Regions from separate parts of the Mus musculus genome. Here region 1 is linked to region 2. Evidence: chromatin contacts called from public HiChIP or PLAC-seq data. All regions are on one chromosome and are shown on one strand. The core of a region is the stretch at or near the end of the contact, and the rest is flanking DNA. Distances in the headings are between cores, read along the strand shown. Region 1 overlaps Ankrd11 (ankyrin repeat domain 11). Region 2 overlaps Zfpm1 (zinc finger protein, multitype 1).

Evidence for each region. HiChIP or PLAC-seq counts read pairs in DNA pulled down with a chosen protein or histone mark.
Region 1: a contact with region 2 is called in a FOXA1 HiChIP or PLAC-seq map of pancreatic cancer cells. The contact joins two enhancer-like sites. A contact is called at or near these places in 1 of 39 promoter capture datasets (liver) and 1 of 115 datasets of contacts at active chromatin or transcription factors (pancreatic cancer cells).

The regions. Positions count from the first base shown.
Region 1 is chr8:123,017,645-123,023,112 of GRCm38.p6, reverse strand. The region is part of intron 1 of Ankrd11 (ankyrin repeat domain 11); the gene reads left to right. Among named protein-coding and RNA genes, the nearest start is that of Ankrd11, 22 kb to the left of the region's middle. Within about 2 kb of position 2,057, at least 115 of the 459 cell types and tissues checked have an H3K27ac peak or open chromatin away from gene starts, as enhancers often do. A contact at or near this core is called in pancreatic cancer cells, where this site is marked.
Region 2 is chr8:122,309,912-122,315,701 of GRCm38.p6, reverse strand. The region is part of intron 3 of Zfpm1 (zinc finger protein, multitype 1); the gene reads right to left. Among named protein-coding and RNA genes, the nearest start is that of Gm39269, 28 kb to the right of the region's middle. RefSeq lists enhancers at 508-764, 2,040-2,439. Within about 2 kb of position 2,186, at least 31 of the 459 cell types and tissues checked have an H3K27ac peak or open chromatin away from gene starts, as enhancers often do. A contact at or near this core is called in pancreatic cancer cells, where this site is marked.

The DNA.
Region 1 (5,468 bases), core at 808-3,307, 710 kb before region 2:
ATACTGTTTCCTAACACTTTGTAGATGTTGATGGACGAGGCTTCTGCCTGCTACCCCCACTCTTCAAGCCTCATGTGTTTCAGCAGGTTACCACATCTTATATTCTAGTCTGTACAGGCCTATGAATGTTTGTCACATGCTTTGTAATAGTGTAAGGTGAATGCCAGCATAATGTGGAGCCAAGAGCATGACTTCTACTCCTCAGCTCCTGTAGTGACTCAGACAGACTTAAGGAGCAAGGAGAGGCCCGGGACACTACAGGGAATTCCAGACTGTGGTAAAAGCATGCTAGGCTGGGGTGATGGTAGAGTACTTAAGTGTTTAGCATGTGTAAGTTTCCAGATTCAGTTCCCAGTACCACAAAAAATAACGTAAGAGCAAAAATCCACTTGCTATAAATCCTAGAGAATTTACTTCTGGTTTTCTTTTTTTCTTTCTTTTTTGTTTGTTTTTCCCATTGAGACACACATGTATTTTGCACACAGTCTGGACATTCTGGAACATTCACAGCCACCCTTAAGGCACACGGTGACTTGTTGGGTCATGTACACTCCACTCAAACACAGGTTTCTCACCCCCCCGCCATCTTTTCCCACTTCTGGTTTTCATAGTCAATATTTTTATTAGTAATTACTAAATTACAGAGTATGCAGACGGATTTTTTTTTTCTGTGCATACAAACACACACAGAGTTGTAGATATACAGTAATTGCTTTTTAAAAACCTGTCTTGGAGCCTGGTGGTGGTGGGACACTCCTTTAATCCCAGCACTGGGGAGGCAGAGGCAGGTGGATTTCTGAGTTCGAGGCCAGCCTGGTCTACAGAGTGAGTTCCAGGACAGGCAGGGCTACACAGAGAAACCCTGTCTCAAAACAAAACCCCCCCCAAAAAAAAAAAAAGAATGCACTGGCTCGCCGGGCAGTTTTATATTTTTATTTTTTTAAATGATGTGTGTTTATGATTATTTGATATATGTGTGTAGATATCCCCAGAAGCTAGAAAATGACAGAACCCCTGGAACTAGATCTTCAAATCCAGCTTAAAAGACTCTATGTATCTCCTGTGTGTTCTGCTTTTCTTGAATTCATTGTGGGTCAGATGTTTGAAATCCACGACTACCTGGTAACCTGAAAGTGAAAGGTTTTGCAAGGCTGGGGATTGCGTTTTACTTGGATTTGATAGCACTTCTGTCTCTGCCTAAAAAGTGCTGATGAGTTCCTGATATTCATGTGTATCAAGGGAATGGGTTTGCCTCTGTGTAGAACAGTGCCTGAAAAGGCAGAAGGGAACATGAAATAAAGCATTGCATAAGTGTGCATAGGATCCTTGAGTTCAGTCAGCTTTACTACCAGTAAATGCACTTAGACTCAAGATCAGAAGTGGGTCTGGATGCAAGGGAAAAGTGGTTCTTGGATAGTCCAAATGGATGGGAGAGAAGAGCAGCTTTGTGTTTTGGTGGTACTGGCTGTGGCCTGGGCTCTGGTGGGTGGCTGGTCATATAGGCAGTGGTACATAGAGCCTCTTTACTTAGGAACCAAACCACTGTTGCTCCAGTGAAAAGACCTTTTATGGAGACTTATCCCTAAAGGCTTTGTGTGTGTGCTTTTGTAACTACTGGGCTGGGGAGCCACGCCTAGCTGAGTCAGGACAGTGTTGCAACTTGCCTGCCCCAACTGGTTAGAGGCAGGTGTGCTGGTTGGATTTGCCTCTCCTGATGTGCCAGGTTTTGGTTTGTATTTTTTTCCTGTTGGCTTGTGAATTACATTGTTACACAGCAATCACTTTTCTGTTCTATAAATAGTCTAGAACCAGAGGATAGTAAGAAATACTAACATTCTTGTAGTAAGAGCTGTGATTCTGCCTGTGTGAGGAAGAGTGACCATCCTGCTTGTGGATTATTAAGGCTATGGCATAGAGTGTTTGGGTTTGATTTGTGTTGTACAGTTTTTTTATTGACAGAAGAAGAGAATATGAATGCATGAATATGGGTGTGCATGAGTATGGGTGTGCATATGCCACAGCTCGTGTGTGGAGGTCAGAGGACAACTGGGGAGAGTGAGCTCTCTCCTTTCACAATGTGTGCTCTGGGAGTTGACATCAAGGTACAAATGTCCTTGCTGAGCCATCTTGCCAGCCTCTTTGTACATGTGTTTGTGTGATTAGTTGAAGTACTGAGTTGGAGTTCTTTTTTCTTTTCCTTTGCTCTTGAAACAGGGCTTTATGTAACTGGCTGTCCGGGGACTCACTGTGTAGACCAGGCTGGCCTCAAACTCATGGATTCACCCACCTACCTCTCTCTGATTCTCCAGTGATTGGATTAATTAAAACCCATGGTGGGACACTATGCCCGGCTTTAAAAACAGCAACAGCAGCAACAACAACAAGAACAACAAGAACAAACCAACTCCTAGTCTTGTGTAACTCGCGCCCTCAGTCTTTATTCTGTGGAACTGGCATTGGAGCACTGGTCCTCCCGCCTCCGCTTCCCAGGCATTGGGGTGATGCTGTGTGCTGCCACGCCTGGCTTCGAGATTTTTTTTCTAGATAGAAATGTTTATTGCTCATAAGTAATTTTCATATTCCTGATGTGAATAATGATTTACTTTAGAATTGAAGGTAAAATCAGTTCCATGTGGGTGGTGAATAAAAAATTAGCATTAATGTTATAGATACGGTCTACTTGGTTCCTTGTCAAAATTCCTTGCCTGACTTCAATATTTCATTGTAATAGAGAACAATATATAAAGCTGGGAGTTTTATGTTTTCTTCCTGGTTGCTATAGAAACAGCTGAGGTGTTAGTGACTGCTGATGCAGTGCTGGGTTGTGGGCCTTTCCACTTCCCACTTCCCTGGAGGGAGGGAGGGAACATCTCACCTGACGGTCACAAGAACATCAGAACCTGCTCCATTAGAGAGAAGTCACATTCTCTCCTTATCTAGGTGCTGTTTGTCAGCTTTGTCCTCCAGTGGAGTGCTCATGGCTTTCTTCTTACCTGGGAGTTAGTTTGTATGTCTAGCTCCAGTGGCTATTCAAGAATGTTGTAGGTTTTTTCTCTTCTGTAAGATAATCCTGCAGAGAAAGCAATCAGGAGAGTCTATTGAAAAATGACTTCATGAATAACATGTAAAATTAGTCCCCAGTTGTGAAGTTTCCCAATAAGCCATTTGCCCCCCTGTACTACCCAGGTGTACTATTCAGTGTCTATTCAAGAAAGGAGAGAGAAAATTAGTAAGGGTTGAGTTCATCTGCATGAATTCTTGTTTAAAGGCTAACTTTAATATTGTTTTTTAGAAATCCTCATGGATGCTCATTCAAAGGTTTATTTATTTATTTTCTAATTTATTTTTATTTTATGGTCATTGGTGTTTTGCCTGCATATATGTCTGTGTCAGATAGCCCTGGAACTGGAATTACAAACAGTTCTGTGTTGTCCTGTGGGTGCTGGGAATTGAACCCGGTTCCTCTGGAAGAGCAGTCAGTGCTCCTAACAACTGAGACATCCCTACAGTGCTCTGATTGACTTGTTTTTGAGACAGGGTTTCTCTGTGTAGCCCTGGCTGTCTTGGAACTCACTCTGTAGTCCAGGCTGGCCTCGAACTCAGAAATCCGCCTGCCTCTGCCTCCCAAGTGCTGCAATTAAAGGTGTGATCCACCACTGCTGGGCTTTTACTTTATTATTATTACTGTGTATGGTGTGTATATAAGTGTGTGTGTGTGTGTGTGTGTATGTGTATGGTGTGTATATAAGTGTGTGTATGTATGTGTGTGTGTGTGTGTGTGTGTGTGTACACACATGTGGAGGTCAGAAGACAAATTTGGGCAATCAGTTCTTCCATCTTGAGTTTGAACTCTGGTGGTCAAACACCTTTAACCTGCTCAGCCATATTACTGCACTTTAAATTTTAAGAGTTTTTTTGAATTTCTGTTGATGAATTTTGGGCCATTATGTATGTTTTGGAAGTTAAAGCTGGTGACGTATTTTAATTTGTAAATCTGCACTGTGTTAAACTTATTAAAAGAACAACTCTTGGACTATAGTAATTGTTTGAAACTCTGGGGTAGTTTATAGTGACATTTGGTAGGATGAGCAGTAGGTCATGAAAGCACAAACTGTGCTCTCAGGTTCTGCCCTTGGACCAGTGCCTGCATGGCTGGTGCCCCTTTGGCCATCTATGCTAATGTAGTTTGTGTATGGAAGGTGGCAGGAGGATATGTTGCGTGGGGGTCTGTTTGTTTTTAGCTGCTGTGTGATGAATTACAAATGCGGTTGTTTGAAAGAGCACACAGCTGTGTGGGTTGAGAGGCTGAGTGCACCTCATTCTTTCAGGCACTTGGCCCAGGTCTGGCAGGTCACACCAGAGGCTTTCATGAGAGGCTGCACTGAAGCTCCCTCAGGTTGCTGGCAAATTCATCTCCTGGTTGTAGGACTGAAGTTCCTGTTTTCTTACTGGCTGTCCCTGTGGGCATCTCTTTTGACTCTTTTTCAGCCTTTCAGTACTTTTGCCACCAGTGTGCTTGCAACACAGCAGTTTACGTATAGCCTGCAGCACAATCTTTTATTCTCTTTGCTAAGAATGAGCTTTAACTCACACAGTGCAGTCCTGGGAGGAACATTGCAGCCACTTTGCTGTTCTGGTCCAATCTTGGGAGAAAAATTAGCATTTCCTGTGCCTTGTTCTAATGGTCCAGCTGCTGCCCTGCACTTGAGGGACGTTGTCCAGAGAAGCATCATGTGGTGCATTGCTGGGTTCCCAGTGGCTGTTTGACTCCCGGGGTTCTGCTTGCATAAAACTTTTTTCTCTGAATTCTCCCATGTGGACTTCAAGTGTTTCTTGAGTATGGATGAGAGAGAGAGTCCTAACAGATGGCCACATGGCGGGGGAAAGGTCACTCTGGCTGCACTGTTAGTGCCCTTGCCATGTTTACCTCTATGTTTCACATTCTGAATTGTGCTATTTGCCTCCTGTGTTTGTGCTGGAGAAGTGTTGGAGAAGTCACCGGTGAGACCAGGGTCTAGGGATTGAGGAAATGTAGCCCTGAGTGTTTCTCCCCAACCCCTAGGAAGCAGATTGGCTTTCTCTGAAAGTCAAACAGGTAGGAGAATCAGTTTGCTCAGTTTCTTGGGCCTTCCTGCCCTCTGTACTTGGATTCTATCATTTACCCACTTCTCCTGCCCATTATCTACCTCCCTCCCTCCTCCAATTCCCTCTCTCCCTCTCTCCTTTCTTGTCAGGATCTCTTTATATATCTCAAGCTAGTCTAGAACTCACTATGTAAGCCAGGTTGACCTCCAACTTGGCACTTAATATCTTTGTCTTCTGAATTTGAGGTTGCAGGTACATTGCCTGACTTCCCTACTCCACTCTTCTCCTTCTCCTCCCCCTTCTCCTTCCTTTTTTTTTGGTTTTTCGAGATAGAGTTGGGTCTCGAACTCAGAAATCCACTGCCTCTGCCTCCCAAGTGATGG
Region 2 (5,790 bases), core at 937-3,436:
CCTGCTCCGCCTTACAGCAGTCACCCTGAGAAACGGAAGCTCTCTGGATGAGGAAATCACGGCTACCAGTCAAAATGAGAGGAATGGGGATAGAAGCCAGGGCCACCCCATCTTATTTCTACTAGGTACTCTGGTCATGGTAGAAATGGCTGGGGCAAATGTAACTCTAGCCAGGATGGGGCATGACAGCCAGAAAATAGCAAGTGAGGTGGCAGTCAGAGCTGGCTCTCACACCTGTGGTGATGTTGCTAGCAAGAACAATTTACCAGCAATGGCCACAGTTAGGGTACCTGTGGCCAGTAAGCCAGCGGCAGTGTTAAAGTCAGTCACACGCTGGGGCTCAGAGCAGCAGCACTGGTGACACAGGTGGCACCATTAACCACGGCCTCAGTGACAACAGCTGTTCCTCACCGAACACACAGCCCATGTCGACCTTATAACCAGGGAGGGGACAGGAGGGACACTGCTGGAAGACAATGGTTGTAGCTCCCCTGGCAAGGCTGGGACCTGCCTGGCTGATGTCGGGGCCGGCTGTGGGGCTGCTAGCTAGGCAGGAAGCTGGTGGGAGGGCGGAGAAGGAAGTGACTTGATTAGTGCCGCCACCGAGATAGCCTGCCCTGGCCACAGACAGCAAGTCCGGAAGGGGGTGAGGTCAGTGGGCCACACGTGGTGGGCAGCCAGGCCTGGGGCCCCTCTCGGGCTCCACCTGCACTTCCCACTGGATGTCCTGTTGTCTGTCCACTGCCTACAGTGTCTACTGAGAGCTCCTTGGGATGAGACTTTGTGGTAGGCAATGGACTCTCCCAAGAGGCCTGCTCAGTTCTCCCCAGAGCTGTCCATCTTGTCTGCCTCAGTTTCCACATCTGTAATGGGGTACCACAGTGCCTCCTGCTGCCTGGAGAGTATACTCTCGTGTCTTTTGAGAATTCGTCTGGGCTCTGTTTTTACCCACACAACAGCCAATGGGACCTGCTCCCAGAGCAGACCCATCTGTCACACCTGGTCTCCTACTTCTCCTGATGCTGTTACACCAGCTGTGCCTTTGGACCATTCATCAGGAGTCAGAAAGAACTCTGCGAGAGTCCTGGGCACTGGACCACATAGCTACATCCCCATGTCTTGGCCACTTTTCTGTCCCTTGGTGATTGGCTGCCATTGTAGCTGCTGCTCACTCAGATGAGGTCCTCAACCCCAAGATGTGTGGCAGGACACATAGCATGTGTCATGGGCCAGATGCTCACTGTATGAGAAGAAAGGAGGAGGGGGAGGCAGCATGGGGAGGAGGGCAGTTTGTGAGAGTCCCCTCCTTTGCAGTGTCTGAGGCCCAAGGCTCAAGAACAGTTGTTATGGCTAGCCTAGGACTCAGGTGGATAGAGCCAGCAGGCAGCCAGGGTGCCCATCCCCACCTGCCAGCCATCCCCCCATGGCCCATGCTGACCTTAGGCTATGACCTCTAACCCTTGTTTGCAGAACAATCACTTGCATACCACCATAGTGCCCCCCCCTTGATGGGGTCCCCTACCTCTGAGCCCCCTTCCTCCTCACCCTGCAGTGAGATCCAGCTGTGTACACTCAGCTGAGACTTATCATGGTGTCTTTTGCTCCAACACACTATCACTGGGTGGCTGGTGGTGTGTTGGCTTAGGGAGTCTCACTCCGACGCCATCTAGAATCATCTCTGGCCTTGGACTCGGAGGGTGGTTGTATTTCCTATACATTCCAGGAGGTCAAGGCCATCCTTGTGTCTTTCCAGGCCCTGAGGGTGCCTGTCCCCCACCCCCAAGGTACTCAGTGACTATTCAGGAAGAACATGCCCGATGAACATGCCCGACAGTAAAGATACAATTTCCTTAGGTCTTTTCACCATGTTCTAGCTTCAGATTGTTCATAGCAACCCTGGGGTCTCAGAAAAACAGGAGTCTTCAAAGGGGTTCCAAGGTAGTAGGCTGGGCTCTGAAGCTGACCCCAGAGTGACCCCTATCATCTACCAGTGCCCCCTCCCCTGCTGACTAATCTTAGACAAACAGGCCTATCACTTGCCACGCCAGGCCCCATGATAACGCAAAATAGCTGGAATGATTTTTCCCACCCACACATGCAAGCCAGTCGGTTGTGGGGAGGGGAGCATGGCCAGCTATCGGCCCATCTCCCAGGCTGTCCATCAGGACGAGCAGTCCTGCCTCGGCCGCCAGATAACAGGCCTTGAGGTTCACACAGAAACCCCGGGCCTGCAAGATTAGTCAGCCGGACACAGTCTAGATAACAAGTTACCGCTCCACGGGAGGGAGGGGTCCTGTCTCCTGGTTCCCTGGGACCCTAGGCAGGATATCTGGCTGGAGCCTCCGACAGGAAATGGCCACCACCACCTCCTGTGGCCCTAGCAGCAGCCCCTTGCACCCCGAGACCCCAGGATGCTCTACCACTGATCCGTTCTCCCAGGCAGGTGATCAAAGCCGACCAGTGCCTTTCAGCATCTTCACGGTGCAGCCAAGAATTCTGGGCCTCGGTGTGGCTTGGAGGTGAAGTGCTTTCCTGGCTAGCTTGAGAGCTGGGATCCCATCCCCAGCACCACAAGACAAGGCTGTGAGGGCTGGTTGTCCACAAGGTCTATGGCTCATAACCTGGACCCTGACTGTCTGTGCCCTGAACTCTTACCCCCGTGTCCCCTCCCCCCATTACCATAACCCTAAGGCTCCATTATGCCATGACCCCAGTGCCTCAGGACCTCTGCACACCCAGCTCCTTGCCTGAATACCTCCCTGTATCCTAATGTGCCTTTCAGCCGTCAGCCTAGAGATGGGGTCCTCTCCAGTGCTGCCCCTTGCTCTCCCACTTGGCCTTGACACCCTGGCACCCCCTGTACTGGCTGACACTGTTCAGGGACATACTGGCCTGATCCAGGGCCAGGCTTCTTGGCCCTGCCTCTAGGAGTTGGGATGGGCTGATTGGCTCTTGCTCAGATCATAGCAGCTCCTGGAAAGAGTTCTGGGCTCCAAGAAACTCCTGGGCGGAAGAGACAACAGTTCTTCCCACCCTAGCTGGGCTCCCTCAGGCCAGGACTGTGGGGTCAGCCAGGAGCCTTGGTTTCAACTGTCAGGAGCCACAGGGCTCCCCTTCCCTGCTCTGCTTTGTCTGTGGAGCTTGGAGGTGGCAGACTTACAGGTCCTAACTCTTCCTAAGGGCCATGTGCTCCAGTCACGTCTTTTCCAAAAGTGTGCATGGGAGGGTGCTGCCCCATTCCTAGCCAGTGCTCTCCCCTTCCACAGCCTCCTCAGGATTTGGCCAGATCTCCACCTAAGCGCCTCGACACTCCCATGGCATGCCTGTCTATTCTCTCTGTCCCTGGAAGAGGCTGGAAGGCCTGCCTGCCTGCCTGCCCATCTATCTGTCTGTCTGTCTGTCTGTCTAGACCCTCCCAGAAGGCCAGGATGGGGCTGTTCATCTAGCCTGTGTATCCTCACATGGATTCGGGGCAGTGAGCCTGGAGGGCTTCAGGTGGCTCTCCTGATGCCCCTGCTTCACCTGATGCCCCTGCTTCACCTGGAGGGCTTCAGGTGGCTCTCCTGATGCCCCTGCTTCACCTGATGCCCCTGCTTCACCTGGAGGGCTTCAGGTGGCTCTCCTGATGCCCCTGCTTCACCTGATGCCCCTGCTTCACCTCCAGGGCTTCCAGAACTGAGACCTGGGTCCTGCCTGGACATGGATGGTCTTGGGTCACCTAGCACGGTCACATGGGGCTAATGTGCTTGGGGTAGCCTTCCCAAGTCACTCTGATGGCCTCTTGCTCCCCTCTGCCTTCCCCTTTATAGTCTGCCTCAAGTTCAGGCTCTGCCCCTGGACCCTGCTCTCAGACAGCAGTGACTAGAATAAGCTCTGGGCTCAAGACACCCATAGGACAGAAGAAGGCTGCTGAAGTCCCGCTGACCCTTGTCCCCACTGCTAGCATTCCTACTGACAGCTAGTGGAACACTCTGGGCCTCTGCACTCATTTTATAGGAAAGCACACCTCAGGGATGGGTTGGGGCCACCATAGTGACTCAGTTGCCCTTCCAGACAGACCCTCAGAGGAGGCTGGAGAGACTCATTACAGATGGAATACTGGCACAGGCAAACAGCACACAGTTGGTGTACTGATGGCATGCATGAAGCCTTTGGGGGCACCTGGGAAGGTTACAGTCCCTCTGTGTCCCAAACCTCCCCAGTTCTATGTAGTCCTTTGGAAGGAACTGGGTGGTCTATCGATTCCTTTGCTGAAGCTGGCCCTGGAGGAATCCCTAGAAAGAGGACCCACTGTGATACCTGACAGCAGTCTCCAGCCCTCCAGCCCTGTTTACTTTTGCTCCTTTGAGCCACTTGCTCAAGACCAGGCAGGGTGGGGGCTGGGGGAAGGTGACAGGGCTGGTGTGTTTGCAAGTCTCCTGACTTTAAGGGCTGGTGATAGGAGGCGTATGACACTGGGGGCACCAAGCTCCTGGGACAAGTCTCCACATGCCATAGCAAGGTGGCCATGCAAGGTTACAGATTGACTTCCAGGCCATAGCTGGATTTGAAACAGCCATCACTCTTGCAAACAAAGTCATTTCAAAGATGACAACTCCGACTCTCTCCTTCTAATCTATCCTTCCTCCCAGTTAGAATTCAGCCGCGAGCTGAGGGAAGCCCAGCTTGGGGCTCAACCTGGGGAAAGTTTGTGTAGAGTTCAGCTCTGGACCAGAGTGGTCTGTGGCCCATCAGGCCCAGGGTGTGTCCCTGCTGTGCCTCAGGGACACATAAGCCCTCCCGGCTCAATCCCCTCACCTGCTGGGCCCAAATCCACAGGCCCTGGGCTACCACCTCTCTACTCCCGCCTCCTTAGACTCATGGACTGTTCTGGCTCCAAGTCCTCTGGACCTTGCATGCATTCCTTTCTTGTGGGCTCCCCTCTCTGGCACCTCAGGCCCATCGTGGTCACCCTCAGCCTGCAGAGCCCCGAGCAGGGCCACCTGTTTTGTGCACTTACGGGCTTTGGTCACATGCTCTCTGAAGACACTTTCCTGGCATGCTCCTTGGGTTTTATAATCTACATAGGGCTACAACATTCCCTCTGCCCAGAGGAGAGTACTGAGACCACACCGTGGGGTCACTGCAAAGCTGGACCCTGGGCAGTGTGTGGCTATCAGAGCTGCAAACATAGCATTGCCTGTCTGATGCAGATGTAATAGAAAATCAGCCACTTAGGGGGCTTATGAACTTGCTCATACCTCCCTGTGAGGAAAACCAGGCTGTCTAGTGGCTGACAAGTTGGAGGCCACAATGTCTCTCCCCATCTCTATTTTACAGACCATGAAACCAAGGTCCTGAGGTCAGTAGTCCATTCCTAGACACTCCACAAAGCTAGGCTCCTGCCTCTCACAGCAGCAGCATCAAAGAAGAGTGGCCAGTACCCGGCAAGATACAGAACTCTTGACAGTGGGTGAAAACTCCACTGTGAATGACCCAGACTGTGGAGTGCTACCATCACTGAGTACCAGGCAGAGGCAGCAGGGAGCCAGGGGCAGAGACAGAAGCAGGAGATGATAGGAGATCATGACAGTGATGGTGATATTGGCAACCTTGGGGTACACTCTAGTGTGGGTAAAGCAAGGAAGACTATAGTTGGGTCTGCAGCAGTCAGCCAACTGCTCCTGGGCATCACCACAGCATTGGAACTCGGGGCCAAGTCGGGGTTCCTTGAGGGGGGGGTGCCTTTTTTCTTTTTCCCATTTTGAGTGTGTGCATGCGTGCGTGAATATGTGGGCCTAAGGCTGATGC